Regions from separate parts of the Gossypium hirsutum genome. Here all the other regions are linked to region 2. The links are chromatin contacts, called in public Hi-C maps. All regions are on one chromosome and are shown on one strand. The core of a region is the stretch at or near the end of the contact, and the rest is flanking DNA. Distances in the headings are between cores, read along the strand shown.

Evidence for each region. Hi-C and Micro-C count contacts between places; a contact is called where the count stands out from the background.
Region 1: a Hi-C map of leaf shows a contact between it and region 2, with 3 times the contacts expected there. The contact joins the promoter of LOC107931703 here to the enhancer-like site in region 2. A contact is called at or near these places in 5 of 34 Hi-C or Micro-C datasets (fibers and leaf).
Region 3: a Hi-C map of leaf shows a contact between it and region 2, with 1.6 times the contacts expected there. The contact joins the promoter of LOC107931696 here to the enhancer-like site in region 2. A contact is called at or near these places in 2 of 34 Hi-C or Micro-C datasets (both in leaf).

The regions. Positions count from the first base shown.
Region 1 is chrA08:115,694,125-115,698,921 of Gossypium_hirsutum_v2.1, forward strand. LOC107931703 (F-box/LRR-repeat protein 13) reads right to left here and starts at 3,325. Exons shown (of 4, transcript XM_016863639.2): 1 at 2,119-3,325; 2 at 1,855-2,013; 3 at 1,353-1,768; 4 at 969-1,265. The coding sequence starts at 3,108. The coding sequence ends at 1,244.
Region 2 is chrA08:115,527,550-115,532,499 of Gossypium_hirsutum_v2.1, forward strand. No RefSeq gene overlaps it. Among protein-coding and RNA genes, the nearest start is that of LOC121205154, 9.6 kb to the right of the region's middle. Within about 2 kb of position 3,657, at least 3 of the 9 cell types and tissues checked have an H3K27ac peak or open chromatin away from gene starts, as enhancers often do. A contact at or near this core is called in leaf, where this site is marked.
Region 3 is chrA08:115,750,945-115,755,540 of Gossypium_hirsutum_v2.1, forward strand. It overlaps LOC107931696 (thylakoid lumenal protein TL20.3, chloroplastic), which reads left to right and starts at 2,093. Exons shown (of 7, transcript XM_016863635.2): 1 at 2,093-2,495; 2 at 2,620-2,817; 3 at 2,907-2,936; 4 at 3,036-3,142. The coding sequence starts at 2,732.

The DNA of each region.
Region 1 (4,797 bases), core at 2,075-4,574, 170 kb after region 2:
AGACAAGTGATTAGTCTTAATGATGTTGAGATTTAGTGGAAAAGATGCCAAAGGAATCAGGAAAATATGTCCATGGTGGTGTTCCTGGCCACACTGGTATAAGAATATAGCAAAGGTCTTCCACGCTGCTACTTGGTGGTTATGTAAATCACGAATTTTTGCATTTGTTATTGTCGACAATTATGAGGTGTTTTGTCATTAAGAACATAACCACCATGGACGTTAAGAAATACCAAGGTAGATATCATTTAGCTGGAACCTTCACTCAGTGCCTTCCTTGGGAGACCCTGAGAGCATTTGGAAGACAACACAAAAACACCTAAGATTAGCTATATCTGCTCAAAATCTCTTAAACAGTCATTGCTGGCTGCCTTGGTTTATCAACTACTTGATTGCTGAATGATTTTGATTTATATATTTGCTTGTATGTATTACACCAAACACGTAACGCGTAATTCTCCGTTTTTTAATTCCTTTAATAAAATCTCAGTACCCTGCTATATATGTTTAGAGTCTTTTGGATACAAATTCTTGTCTTTTAGCACTTTGAACTTGCTGTACCATTTCTTTTTTCTCCTGATTGGTTATTGGGACATCTAATCAAAGTCACATGGGTCATGATTAATGGACCCACCTTTCCTTTATTTTGATAACTCATTTTCCTGTGCTGCTTTTTGTTTTTCATTTTGGAGGCGTCAATTTTAATCAGTATAAATACTAAACATTTAATTTAAAGCAATGAATTGATAATAATTCAATATTTAACTGTCAAGTAATATATCATTTTTAATTATCTACAGGATTACAATTATACCGAATTCGAGTTTGGGTTGGATAGTATTTAGTTGAAGAAAACATAGGTGCAGTCTCATCTCATGAGACATGAGCTAGCTTGTGCCTCTCCTTTTGCTTCTTTATATATATTAACCAAACTAGAACTAACTCAGAGTGGAAAGCACAAGGGAAAGTGAAGAAATTCTGAAATGATAATTCATGTGGGTCGCAGGAACAAATACCCCTCGAGGGGAAATATGCAAAAAAGTAAATGGTAACTGAGAACATTAAAATTGAAACATTTAAAACTAATACTTGATATGTGTAAAGTAGATGACACTAGAAATAGGTGAAGGAAAGGAAGAAGAGAAAAAAACAAAAGAAGCAGTCGTCAAGATGGGCATATCACTCCATATGCATTGGTGTTGAAATTCGATCATTGATTCTTCAATACAGAGAACATGAAATTCTAGTCGCCAAAATGACGTCTCCTGAAATGATAAACAGAATAAATATTGGTTAGAATTAAGCATTGATTGATTTGGCAACAAGTAATTAAGGAGTTGAATAGTAGCCACCAGGATTCAATTCGCCATTCTTGTCCAAATTTGATTCGAACACGAGGAGAAGCTTTACGAAAATTAAGGATGGTTGCTATAATAGAATTAGCTTCTTCCTGGATTGTATCAGAAAGTTGTTGAGGGTAGCCAGATTTAGTAATATCTTGTAACACATTGTCATGCATCACACTCAGATCACCCAGCCGCCAAAACAGCCATAGTTTTCGAAGATTCACAGCCTTCTCCAACAGCAACCTCACCAACAGCATTTCACCATCAAATCCTGAAAAGCATCTCACCTCAGCTATTTCCAGCTTTTCCAGATTTCCAACTTCGTACGGATTACGTTGTGAACTCTCGCCCTCCTCATATTCATCTGCCACGTGACCTTCGCTTATACATTGGCAGAACACAGCCCCACTTTCCTCCCGAAACTGTTCATTCATTTCACTAACCCGTAATTATAAGAAAAGCATCATTAATTTCAATTAAGTTTTAAAAGTATTGGTCCAGAACTTACATCTACTGCAATTTCTATGAGAGAGGGGCAATCCCCTAAGAAGGCAACCAGGTTGTAAACCGCATTTGGAGATTTTAGTGGACCATACCAAAAAACATGCGTGAGATTTTGGAATGTTTGGAATGGGATGCCTCTTGTGTAGTACTCTTTTGCGACGAACTTATTTATACCAAAGCAATATATATATATATCAGAAACAACTATATATCCAAGAATATGCAAGATTAAAACAATGTATGAAAAATAAGACGAAACAAAAGGTACCTCCACAACCGCAAAATTTAGAATCATAGTGTTCACATGCCTGATTTGATCGATCAATTCTCTAACGTGGACAGTATATGCCTCATTCATTGGTTCCTCCCTCCCTTGCAAGAGTAAAATTTGTAATACCGGACAGTTGTTCAAATAAAATTTGGTCAAGTCACCTGAGTAAACCAGGTTTCCGACAAGTGGAGCATCAACACGTAATGACCTGAACTCCCCATCATCACTATCTTCAAGACACCTAAAACTAATCAGCCTAAGATTTGGACCACTGATGTTAACATTCTTAAGCCCCTCACACATATTAATGACCAATTCCTCAAGAGGGACGCATTTACGAAGGAACAAATCCACAGTCGCATCTGCAAGTTTGCAGTGGGTGAGAACAAGAAGCTTAAGAGAAGAAAAGACTGACGCAGCAATAGGTTGACCAGGACGAGGTGGTTTAAAGTCAACAAAGCTTAAAACAAGGTGCTCCAGTATTTTACTTCGATTGGAGAAAAGAGAATCTGGCAACTGAAAGAATCTCCTTGCTAAAGAAACTGACATGAGGCCTATCGTCAGTTGACGGACGTTCTTGGAGAGTGCAAAATTGACCCATCTTTGTACATCAGGGTTAGAACGCTCGCTAACGTGGCCAACAGTGGTGAATTTTATGATCTGAGGAGATAGGAGGAGGTCTAAGCAGCGAGTAATTGGAGAATAGTCGGCTTGGTTATCGGAGAAGGGTAAACTGTGGAAATCTACGCCTTGGGTGTGCTTCCAGAGATTACTCCACCTTTTACTTAAGATGCTGGTTCGGACAACCGAGTCCATGGGCATCTTGGATAGAATGCGGGAAAGCACTGTATTAGGTAATGCACTGAGTCGGTCTCGTCTACGACTTGTTCCGGCGTTCCAATCTGAAACCTGATCCTTGGTCATTTCCAACCATTCCAGCCTTCTGTTCACAAGACGACGAAGACTAGAATCCATGACAACTTCCATCTTTGATCAACAAAATCCAACGACTACAAACTGGAAACAAAGAAAGCAAGAAGATTGTTTAATCAAGTATAAAATGGGAATCCACTCTTTCTAAAAGAAAACAAGAACAAGAATGAAAGAAAAAATAAACATGGAAAGACACTTCGGTTTTTTCTGTTTTTGGTCGATCATTTTTTCCCCTTTAATTAACTGATTAATAGCAGTTTCAGTTGACACCAGTAAATTTTATTTCCAGTTGTATAAAATCGACTTAATATACCCATAACTTAAGGTAGGAAATTGTCATTCATTAAAGAGCGAGCACGGAGCAAAGCAATCCAATGTACTGGGCTGGATTCAGTTTCCACCCAAATGGATTTAATATAAGTGAGAAACAGGGCCCAACACAATAGGCATACTGATTGTGCGGTCAATGATTTTATCAGGGAGATAGACATGGACCACTCTAATGTAACCAAAATACATTGATATGGAACTGTTGGGGAAAATAATTAGAAAGGAATATGTGAGACAAAGCAAAACACCTGATATGTAGTAGCAAACCAGAGTTCTTAAACTGGGTTGAGATCAACAGGGACGATAAAGAGATTATTGATGAGCTAGTTACCATGGAACTAAATAGAATTAGAAGCGATTGTCAAAGGCGGAGTGGGGGTTGATGAGACTCCTTTCATGAAATGTTTTTGGTGTTGGATCAAGACCAAAACAAATGGCTATTAGAAAATCGTTATAGGATACTAAATCGGATATGAAGTTGATAAAGAAGTCAAAGGTTGATGAGGTTAAATCTGGTGTTTGATTTTTTTTATTTTTTATTTTGTAGGAACTTAGAAAACAGATCAAGAAATCACAGCAAAGTCTTGAGCTAGAAGCTACTGTAACTTGCTGAACAAACAAGGAAATCGACTTAAATTGTAACAAGAACAGATTACTCAATAAGAACCAAAACAAGAAGAGAATTCTGGTGAATGATTCATCATCTCATTTCTGAAACAAAGCATTACATATATCAAGTAATCAACTTGTCAAAAAGATGAAAATATTGCCTAAACACACCTAACTCCACTAACAAAGTCTTGAAACGTACAAAACTTTGCTTACACACTTGGTTAAGATGATTTATCAAATCTATCAGCACCAAATTGCATCAAATCCCTTACATACTTAGTTCTAGTGTAACTAAGTAGCAAAAACATCAACTAAAAAGTAACAAAACAGCAACATATTCTTCAGCTGCAACTTGCATGGCTCGAACTGCTATGGTCTGCATGAAAGCCATCTTTTAACATTCCTTCTTGGCTTCCATGCTGCAAACTCCTAATCTAGCTCTCAAATTCTCGAACCTTGGTACACCAAGAGGTTTTATGAATATATCAGCTAACTGATCTTCAAAACTGCAATGAACCAATTTGATTTCTTGAGATTATTCCACTTCTTTAACAAAATGAAACTTGATCTTAAAATATTTTGTTTTGCGATGAAATACTGGATTCTTTGCAATTGCAACAGCAGATTGATTATCACTTCTGATCTCTATTGCTTCTCTTTGATGTAAGTTCATATCTGCCATTAGCTTTCTTAACCAAATTTCTTGATTAACAGCTGATGCAGCTGCAACATATTTAGCTTCAGCTGTTAATTGAGCAACAATGGATTGTTTCTTTGAACTCCAACAAAAAACAGCTAATC
Region 2 (4,950 bases), core at 2,407-4,906:
CACAGCAGATGATAGTCCTATTTGAACAATTGATGCCTCGCCTTCAGGCTGTGGATCGCCCCAAAGTTAGGTTTCCTTTGCGATCCGGCCACTTTAGGGAACTGACTGCACCTGCTAGCACCATCTGAATTGGAATGGGCCCTTATATTCGATCCTACCTGATCCAACATGTCTCGAGCTTGAGTAACCAGAGTGACCCCAAGGCCCAACTACTTAGCCAGATCTTTAAAAGACTATAAGCTTTTATTACTGCCATTGGGTCGTAGCTTGGGTCCCTCTATTTGACCCATGTTCTCTTTTGCAGACGGGCCAGGGTCAATGTTGAGGCCCACTTCCTTTCTTTTACCTTTAATATTATTTCTTTTAGTTGAGTCAATCTAACCGTTGTGCTGGGGGCCAGAAACTCCCTTTTGGGAATTTCCAATTAGGACTTCTTTCCCTTTAAGTCTTTAAGAATCTTGGGAATCTACTTCATAATTTCCTTTAGTCAAATCTCTGTTATTAAGGACCCTAAAATGGGAACCTTTCTTTCCCTTCTCCTGGTTTCCTAAAGAGTTTTGGACAATTTCTTTAGGCTTCTGCCATGATTTCCTTTCAACAATCATCCACGGCCCATAGATTTCGTTTGTCTTCTCCAACCCGTTCACACCCTATTTTGCCTTTTCGAAGACACTTCCGTTGAGTCAACCTTCTTTCCACTAGTGTCATATCCATATCTCCTACAATGGAAACAGATTGTGGATAACAATTCTTACTCCACATTTGTTTTCAACCATTAATCAAAATTTGGGAAACCAACAGTTTATCCAGGTCAACATAGACTGCCATTCTAGCGGAACGACCCCTTACTTTGTTATTTGTGTTCATGTCCAACTTGACTACTTTTCCAACCATTCACCCTATCTCAGTGATGATTTTATGATTGTATAAATAACCAGGAAGGCCAGGAAATCTGATCCATGCCATCACAACACTTAGATATGCTTGTGAAGGGTCGAAGGCTAACATCCAAGGCTGAACAGTCAAATATTGACCCAAAATGATCCAAGGTCCTTCAGAAAGAGCTCTTTCACAATCCATTTATTTTGAAATTTGACCCGAAAATATCCATTTTCGATATCCATCATATGCAAAGGCTCTACGGGCCTTCACAAATTGTATATTTTGTTCTGTAAAACAGAAAATCCAATATTATGACAAAAAAGTTTTAAAATCACTGTGTTCTCCATACCTTGAATGAGGATTTGATGAATCTTATCTGGGAAAGTTATAGCAGAAATGCCATTCACAAAAGATTTTTGGATGTCTCCTTCTAATATGTTAAGGTCTTCTTTTCCTTTCGATCTATTGAAAGTGTCCTTTAGAGATTGTCCAACGAGCTTGTCTTTCCACGAGATCGGTTGTTCCGAAGACAGATCAACCATCATATCACTACTCATGTCATCATTTTTCTCTCTAAATTGAACCTTTTAAGGTATCAACTCCTCCACTATGGATTTATCAGAACCAGAATTATCATAGAGAGAAGACATATTTTTCAATTGGGCTAATCTTAACTATTTTAATCGATAATTTTAATACATATCCCATGCATAATCCGTCAGAGGAACTACTAACTTTCGTTTCTTCATTATTTCAGATTTATGTTATTTTGCTTTATCTGTTTCCTTATTTTATGTTTTTTTTGGGACTAATTAAAAACTTTTAGTTATTTTCCTTACAAATGACTTATTTGTGTCCATGATTTTGGTTACAATATTTAATTCTTTTTATCTATGCGAGATTCAATTCCATTTCCTTATTTGCAAGTTTATTTTATTTATAGATAAAAGAAATTAAGCACGATAAATTTGATTCCCATAAAAAAAGTATATTCCAAACACCAAGACACCGGAGTCAAACCATCGATCATCATTAGCAAAAATACCATACGTGTAAACCTTACACTATGTTTGAATTGCATTAAAACTAGGGAAAGGAAAGGAAAATTAACATTATTTCCTTTGTTGGGATGGTTTCTTTTATTTAAGCAACTATTTTTTCTTGAGTTACTTTTTAATTTGGGGTAAAAGCTAAAGAAAAAAAATGGAATAATTTTTAAGATGCTAAATTATATTTTTATCCTATTAATTTTTTTACATGAATTATTTTACAAAAAGATATAATTGGAAAAATAATTATAATTAATCATTTCCTTAACTTTCTACCGTTTAATCGCAAATATTCCTTCACTTTATTAATTTTATTTGTCCATACAAAATAATAACATCCTTTCTTTAAACTTCTTTCTCTTTCTTTTTCTTTTTTTTCATTTTTTCTTCTTTTATAATTATTTACCCAAACATAGGGCTAATTTTACACGTACCTAGCTTTCTTTGATCATTGATAATCATCACACATTTATGAGATTTTTAGTCGAATAGGTAAAACTAGAGTTTATTATGACAAATTAAATTTCAAATTTTTGAATGGATGAAGATATAAATTTCTCATAATTTTAATTTAGAATTATATAACTTTTAAAAGAAATAGAATTTTTTTATTTTCACATATCATAATTGAATTATAAATATTTAAGAGGTTATAATCTAATTTTACTATTGTGTTAAATAAATAAAAAAATTCATTTTAAAAAGGATTAAAAATAAAATTACGAACCTCATGGGATAACACGACGATCAAAGGTGTTCATTGTTCTCAGTATGATCTGAGTTCGAGTCAAATTTATTGTTTGGGCTTTATTCTAATTAAAAAAAAATAATTCTATTATGGGTAAGACCCCTGCATAGTTCTGGGTTGATTAAGCACGAAGAAGATGTCTTAATTTACCTACAAACATGAATGTTTACTTAGGATTTAAAAAACGCGGTTTCAGCTGAAAACACCCAAGAAAAAATATGTATCACTCTACACGCATGAACAAAGGGAGTTACCTTTCTCTCTCACAAGGAAACCTTTTATATTTTGTAAAAGCTGTCAATTTGAATATATTGGGATAGACGATAGGCTGGGCGTCACAATGTAATGGCTAATCTAAGAGCTTAGCCCTCCTTTTATCAAACAAATATATACATCCCAGTTTCAGACCTAGAAATTAAAATATATACTTCTTTTTATTGCAACTTCCTTTTTTAAAAAAGAAATTACGATCAGAAGCGTGAGAAAGCATGCAAAACTAAAATTTCCATTTCATTGACCATGCTTTAATTTTTGAAGTGCTTAGCGTTCTCCAGAGCTGAACCATTCATAAAATTTGTAAAATAGAAGAATATATGTAATCAAGCTAGTAGAGGAAGAGCCGATTCCAGTTTTGCCCCTGAAGTAGGGATTATTCTATATATTTTTTTACTTGCAAGAAATAAGTAACCTGATATACATAGTTTTCAATTTTGTATACGAAGCTTATACAAAGCCTGAGAGCTATCGTCATAATTTAATTATGGCTAAGGATGAGATTCAAGTCATTCAACTTTGGTGATCTTTAAACATGTCGACCGTATACGCTAAGTATATATTCATACAATTCCAAATTACGATTAAACATGTGGATTTGGGTGAAGAAGTCAGTAGAATTGAAAAAAGAGGGAACTGAGAGGGCACGGGGTGCAAACAGCCACAAGAACACATGGGTCCGACAGTGGAAGGGAAGGTGGGTAGGGGCCAGTGTTTTGAAGACAAAGCTGCATGGCCAAACCGCCACTTGCATTGCATCTTCTCGAGTCTTGAGGGACATGGAGGGTTAAATTTCCCTCATCTCCGCCTGTTTAGATCATGCATGCCACGTGCTATTCACATATGGTAGGCTGCTAAGTCAATCACGGAGACCTTCATTGCCTGGTCTCTGGGTCAACAAGTTTCAGTTGTCGATGCTCTCTCTTTTAGTTCAATTTTTTGTCAGGTAGTTTCCATGGCGTGTGAATTGGGCATCTTGGCGAGAAACATGGTCCTGACCAATTCACAGCGATGTAGACGCACATCCAATTAACTCTTGCATATAATCTGTCTCCGATTGGGACCCTAAACTAAAACTCAGGTGTTACTATTAGCTAGGAGGGCGAGAGAGAGTTCGGTACATAATCTAGTGATTAAAATTTTATTATACGTATTTCAAAAATGCATAAACATGGTTCAGATTGGCACGGGTTTATGTGATCATTATTTTATAATACATATGTACAACAATACATAGGACAAGAGTTCAATTTGATCCTAACATTTTGGTGACCCTCATCCTTTAAAGGTTAGATTTCAGTAAGTGCTAAAGAAGTAAAAGCATTGGGCTTACTTTCTTTTTTTCTCTATTCTCAATAATTGAGACAGATAGGAAAGGATAATACTTTAAACGCAGATGTTTCAGCTCATATTTACGACGTGAACCATATGTTCTTCCAGGATTTCGGCTAAGTTGTCTTGTTGTAGAAAGAGGCTCTTTATTATAGTGTTTAACATATGAGCAATGTGGATTATGCAAATAATATTCGTGCTGAGTTGCAAACAACTGAAAACTAGAAATGTAAAATAAATGAAGATTTATTTAAGCTCAATTCTCACTCATTCTTGTACAATTATAGATATTCAACTTTTTTGTAATTTATTTACAACATAAAAACACTTACAGATATAATTCTCTGCTATAATTCTCTCGGACAATCTGGATGTCATTTGAGCTATTCAGGGAAGTAACCTTGCCACTACAAACTTTGCTTTAATCGGGCGAATTCAGAGGATGCTATCTCAGGAGAGTTCATAGAGTTTGCGCTATATCCCCAGAGAACAAAATGAAGCTGCTGATTACATGGCAAATGAAGCTCTATCTTCTAGAAGGAATCTGCACTTCTTTAATTTTCCTTCTCTCAGGATTCGGAATCTGTTAGATTTAGAGCAGTCAAAAGGTTTTTTCTCAAGTATGTTGGATGTAACTAATTAGTTTTGTCTCTTTTGTTTTTCACA
Region 3 (4,596 bases), core at 843-3,342, 220 kb after region 2:
CATGTCAAGGTGGAGATTGTTAGAATTAAGTGACCCGAATCCTTATTTAAATAAAATACAGTGGTAAAATAAAATAAAAGTAAAATCTCTATAGAACTACACTTCTTTTATTTTATTTTAGAATAAGGTTTTTTAAACCTTATTAAACTCCATCCATTTGATATTGATTTAAATAAGGTGTTTCAATCTTACTACACTCCTATTAGAATACGATTTTACAAGCCTATAAATTGACAGTCTATTCCTCTTGTAATTAATTCGAATTCGACATAGTGATTTTTTTCTTCTCTGCCCGTGGTTTTTTCCCGAAATAGTTTTCATGTAAAAATTTGTGTGTTGTTTATTTTATTTCTCTTTTCTTTGCGATATATTATCATTACCGGCGTTCTATTTTTTTTTACAGAAAGCTTATCAAATAAAGATACATCATTTTATATATATAAAAAAAGTCCACTAAATTATTCTTTTATTTTTATTTATACTAATAAATTATTGACACTAAAAATAATTTTTTACTTAAAATTATCTTTAAATTAATTAATTTTAAAATATAATAATTTTAATAAATAATCCAGCACGACCAAATCTAATAATGATAAAACAAATTTATTGTAATAGAGACTAGAGAGGCAGGCTTGTTGCTACACATCTTCTGCCCGATAAATTATATAGGCATAATTTACTGTTTAATTCTTAAAGTATATTTAATTTTTCACTTTGGTACTGAAACATTTGTTTTCTAATTTGGTACCTTAAGTATCAATTTTCTCTATTTTTGGTCAATTTTGTAAGGGCCTTTAAGAAAAATCTATTAACCCACTTTGGCCAATGGAAAAGTACAATGTGACTTATTTTGACAAATGAAAAAATACCACATGACAATTAAATTTTTTTAAAAATAAAAATATTAAATTTTATTGATAACAAATATAACAATATACACCACGTTTCCTTTTTTAATATTATATATATTATATTGATAAAAATTGTAAAAATTTATATTAATATATAAAAATTTTAAGAAAATATTTTTTATAAAATTCTAAAATATATAATTATAAATTTTAAAAATTAAAAATAATATATAAAAATTAATTTTTTATGAAAATTAAAAATGTATTTAAATTTCAAGTAATTGCAAAAGAAAAAAAACTTGAAATTTAAATACTTTATAGAATTTTATAAAAGAATTTTATTTTCAAACTTTTCTAAATAATTTTTACATTTTTTTACATTTTTTGTAATATATTATTAATTTCAACTAATTTCTTTTTAATTATCGTATTTTTTGTAAATTTTATTTTTATAATTTTTTATAATTTATATTTTTTTCTAGATTATATATATTTTCCTAATTGTTATATATTTATTTTTGTTTCATGTTTTTTAATGAGTATATATGTTTAATGAAAGAAACTATTTATTTTTTTACATAAAATCTCCACTTTGTGATTGGTCATTAGATTCTTTTTAACGTCTGTCAAAAAATGAATTAAAAAATATAACGAAAGCATATCTTAGATTCAAATTGAGAAGTGATTGATATTTTAAATATCAATTAGTAATAAAAAAAATTTAGATATCAAAATAGAAAATTGAGTATAATTCAAAGTCCAAATTGTAAAGTAAGCCAATTATATAATGTGAAGGATCCATTTAAAAACCTGAACTGAAGGTCCACACTGATCCACTATATGATAACAGGATTTTCCATCAATTTGTTAGTTATAGAGTTTTTTTTTTTTGTTAAAATATAGCATAAGGACCTTAACTCTTTATAAATTTTAGAATTCAGTCTTTTTATTTTTTAGATTTTAATTAATACAATTAAAATTATTTTGTCAAATTTTAGTTTATTACAAAGTCATCTTTTTAGTTATATGACTATGAAGTAAGGTTTTTTATTTTCAAATGTCACATCAATAAATTTTTTAAAAAATATTTGTATTAATAATTGAACTTAAATTTTAAAAATTTTAAAAAATAAAGAGATTAAATTTGTAAAAGTAAAGATATAAGGATTAAGTTGTAAATTTGTGTAACCAGTTCCCCACCTTCGTTGAATATGATAATCGAGTAAAAATTCAAATTCATGATATTTTTTTCAGGAAGAAAATATTAAACTTTAAAATTCCCCCAGAATAAACAGATGGAAAGGCAACATCCAATGAAAAACAAGCAAGAGACGTGTGTTAATCCCAACCAGTCCCGTTACTGCAAAAACAAGTGGATAAAATTGGAGCAAACATTTTAATATCAAAACTGCCACTATGCCCATCTGAACCAGCTTCCTCTTCTTCGTAACAACAAGAAACCAAACCACTACCTGTAAATGGCAGTGCCTTCACTCTCCTCTTTATCCATCAACCCTCTAATTAGTATTTCTTCTTCTTCTTCTTCTTCAAAAGCTTCATCCCGCCATCTTCCCTCATTCTCAAAACGTTTTGGCGTCTATTGCCAGGTTAATAATTCAGAAATCAAAGCTCGAATTAGCGGTGAGTAAATGATATCTTGATTCTGCTTGTTCGTTTCATCAATTATTATTATTATTATTATTATTATTATTATTATCATTTTTAGGTACTCAATTTTAACATAGTTTTCCTTTGAAAAAGGAAGATTGTTCCAACAATACGTATGAAGTTAGGGATGCTAAGTTTAAGATCTGGAAACCCTTGCTTTCAACAGCATTGGCAGCAGCCATAGTTGTTTTGGCTCTGATATCTCTGCTATGGCTGAACTTAATAAGTTTGAGGCAGAAACTCGTGGTGAATTTGGTATCGGATCTGCTGCACAGTTTGGTTCTGCGGATTTGAAGTGCGTTTTATTACAACATCTAAATTATATGCTCAACATCTCTGTTTTTGGTTTAGGAAGGGTTTGATTTTCTGTCTTATGTCGTGCAGAAAAGCTGTTCACGTGAACGAAAATTTCAGGTAACTTTTCAAAGTAAAGAATTTCAATTACTTCTTGGCAATCAAACTGAGGATTCACTAGTGCTCATAATCAATCCGAAATCTAAATGGTTGAAACAGAAGGGCAAACTTCACATCTGCTGATATGAGGGAATCTGATTTCAGTGGTTCAACCTTCAATGGTGCATACCTTGAGAAAGCAGTTGCATACAGAGCAAATTTCACAGGTAAATTTTCTGCCAAACGAAATTAGTTTACTTCATCCATGATAATTTGTAACACATACAAGTACACATAATGACAATTTTTTTTCCATCAAATCAAACAAAACTAAATGAAAATTATAATCTATTTGTAACTCATGAAATTATCTAGAAGCTCGAACTTGCCCAACTTTGGAGAAAAGTCTTCTCTCTTTTCCTTTTGTTTGTATCCCTGGTTGTGCTAGACCTGGAGGCGCTTCTCTTTTTACTCCTTGGGCTATTTGGTACCCTCTTTTCTGTAGTATTTGGACATTGGCTTGATAAGCTTTCAGAGTTCTGGCGAGAATTTGTGGAGAATCTTTCTGAATCACTTTGTGCTTCAAGTAAGGGATCTTCTGCATCAGACAGCTTATGACTAAATCCTTTCAGCTTAAAACTAGTTGATTCCAAGATACCCTCCTCCCTATTTGGGGAACCCCTTCCTCTATAGCCATTGGGAGAACCAGAAGTTGAATCTATTGTGTCGAGTGGAGACGTGAAGTTGGATGCTATTTCCTCTGTTAAATCCATAGCTTCATGCTCAGAAGTTTCTGATAGATCATTAAACTCCACTGAGCCTCTAACCTTTGGCATATCCCTTCCTTCTTCTGATGAAATAAGGCTAATGTTGTTACACAGGAATAATGGCGTCCCTAGATATCAAACCGTACCCGGACTCCAATTCATCTTTATACTGAAGGTTCCGCTTCCATTGATTTTATCGATTCAAGTTTTTTCTCATCATAACTGGGGCTAGAGTATTGACCTTCAGAGCATGGAGTTTGAAACTTTGTTGGTGGAGTAGGAAAATCCCGGACAGCCACGACCCTTTTGTGGGGTTTATAGCCTTTAGGCAAAACTTTCTCAGGTGATTCCGAAGCTTCATCATCTGAAATTGTGAACACGTCAATGGGATTCGGATTTGGGGTACCTTCAGAAATTGTGACCGCGTCAATGGGATTCGGATTTAGGGTACCCAAAGCTTCGTCATCTTTTCTTTCGACTCCCTTCGGGGAAATAGATTGAAGCGCATTATAAAGTGGCGAAACCACCAAAGCCTCAGGTTCTGATGAACAATAAGACGAGGTAGGGCTAGACGTCTCCGAGTCATCTAAATGATGTGCGCATTCGTATGCAAATCTCTGCCACAGAGCAAAATCCTTAGGAAAATCATATCCAGCTTTTCTTTCTATTTGTTCTCCCAAAGTTTCTTCGGGAAGAGCACGATTGTTTTGCGAGACCATTGTCGGTTGTGGGTGATTTCAGTACTGAGGGTAATTTGAAAAAGGAAAATCAATATGAATATATAAGAGAAGATAGCTACAAAACCGGAAACAAAAGGCAAAAACCTTGATTAATCTTTAAAGTTGAAAGAAAAGCAAAAGGCATACCTCGGGATTTAGGGTTAACAAGATATCGGTGAAGGCAATGAAACGTTA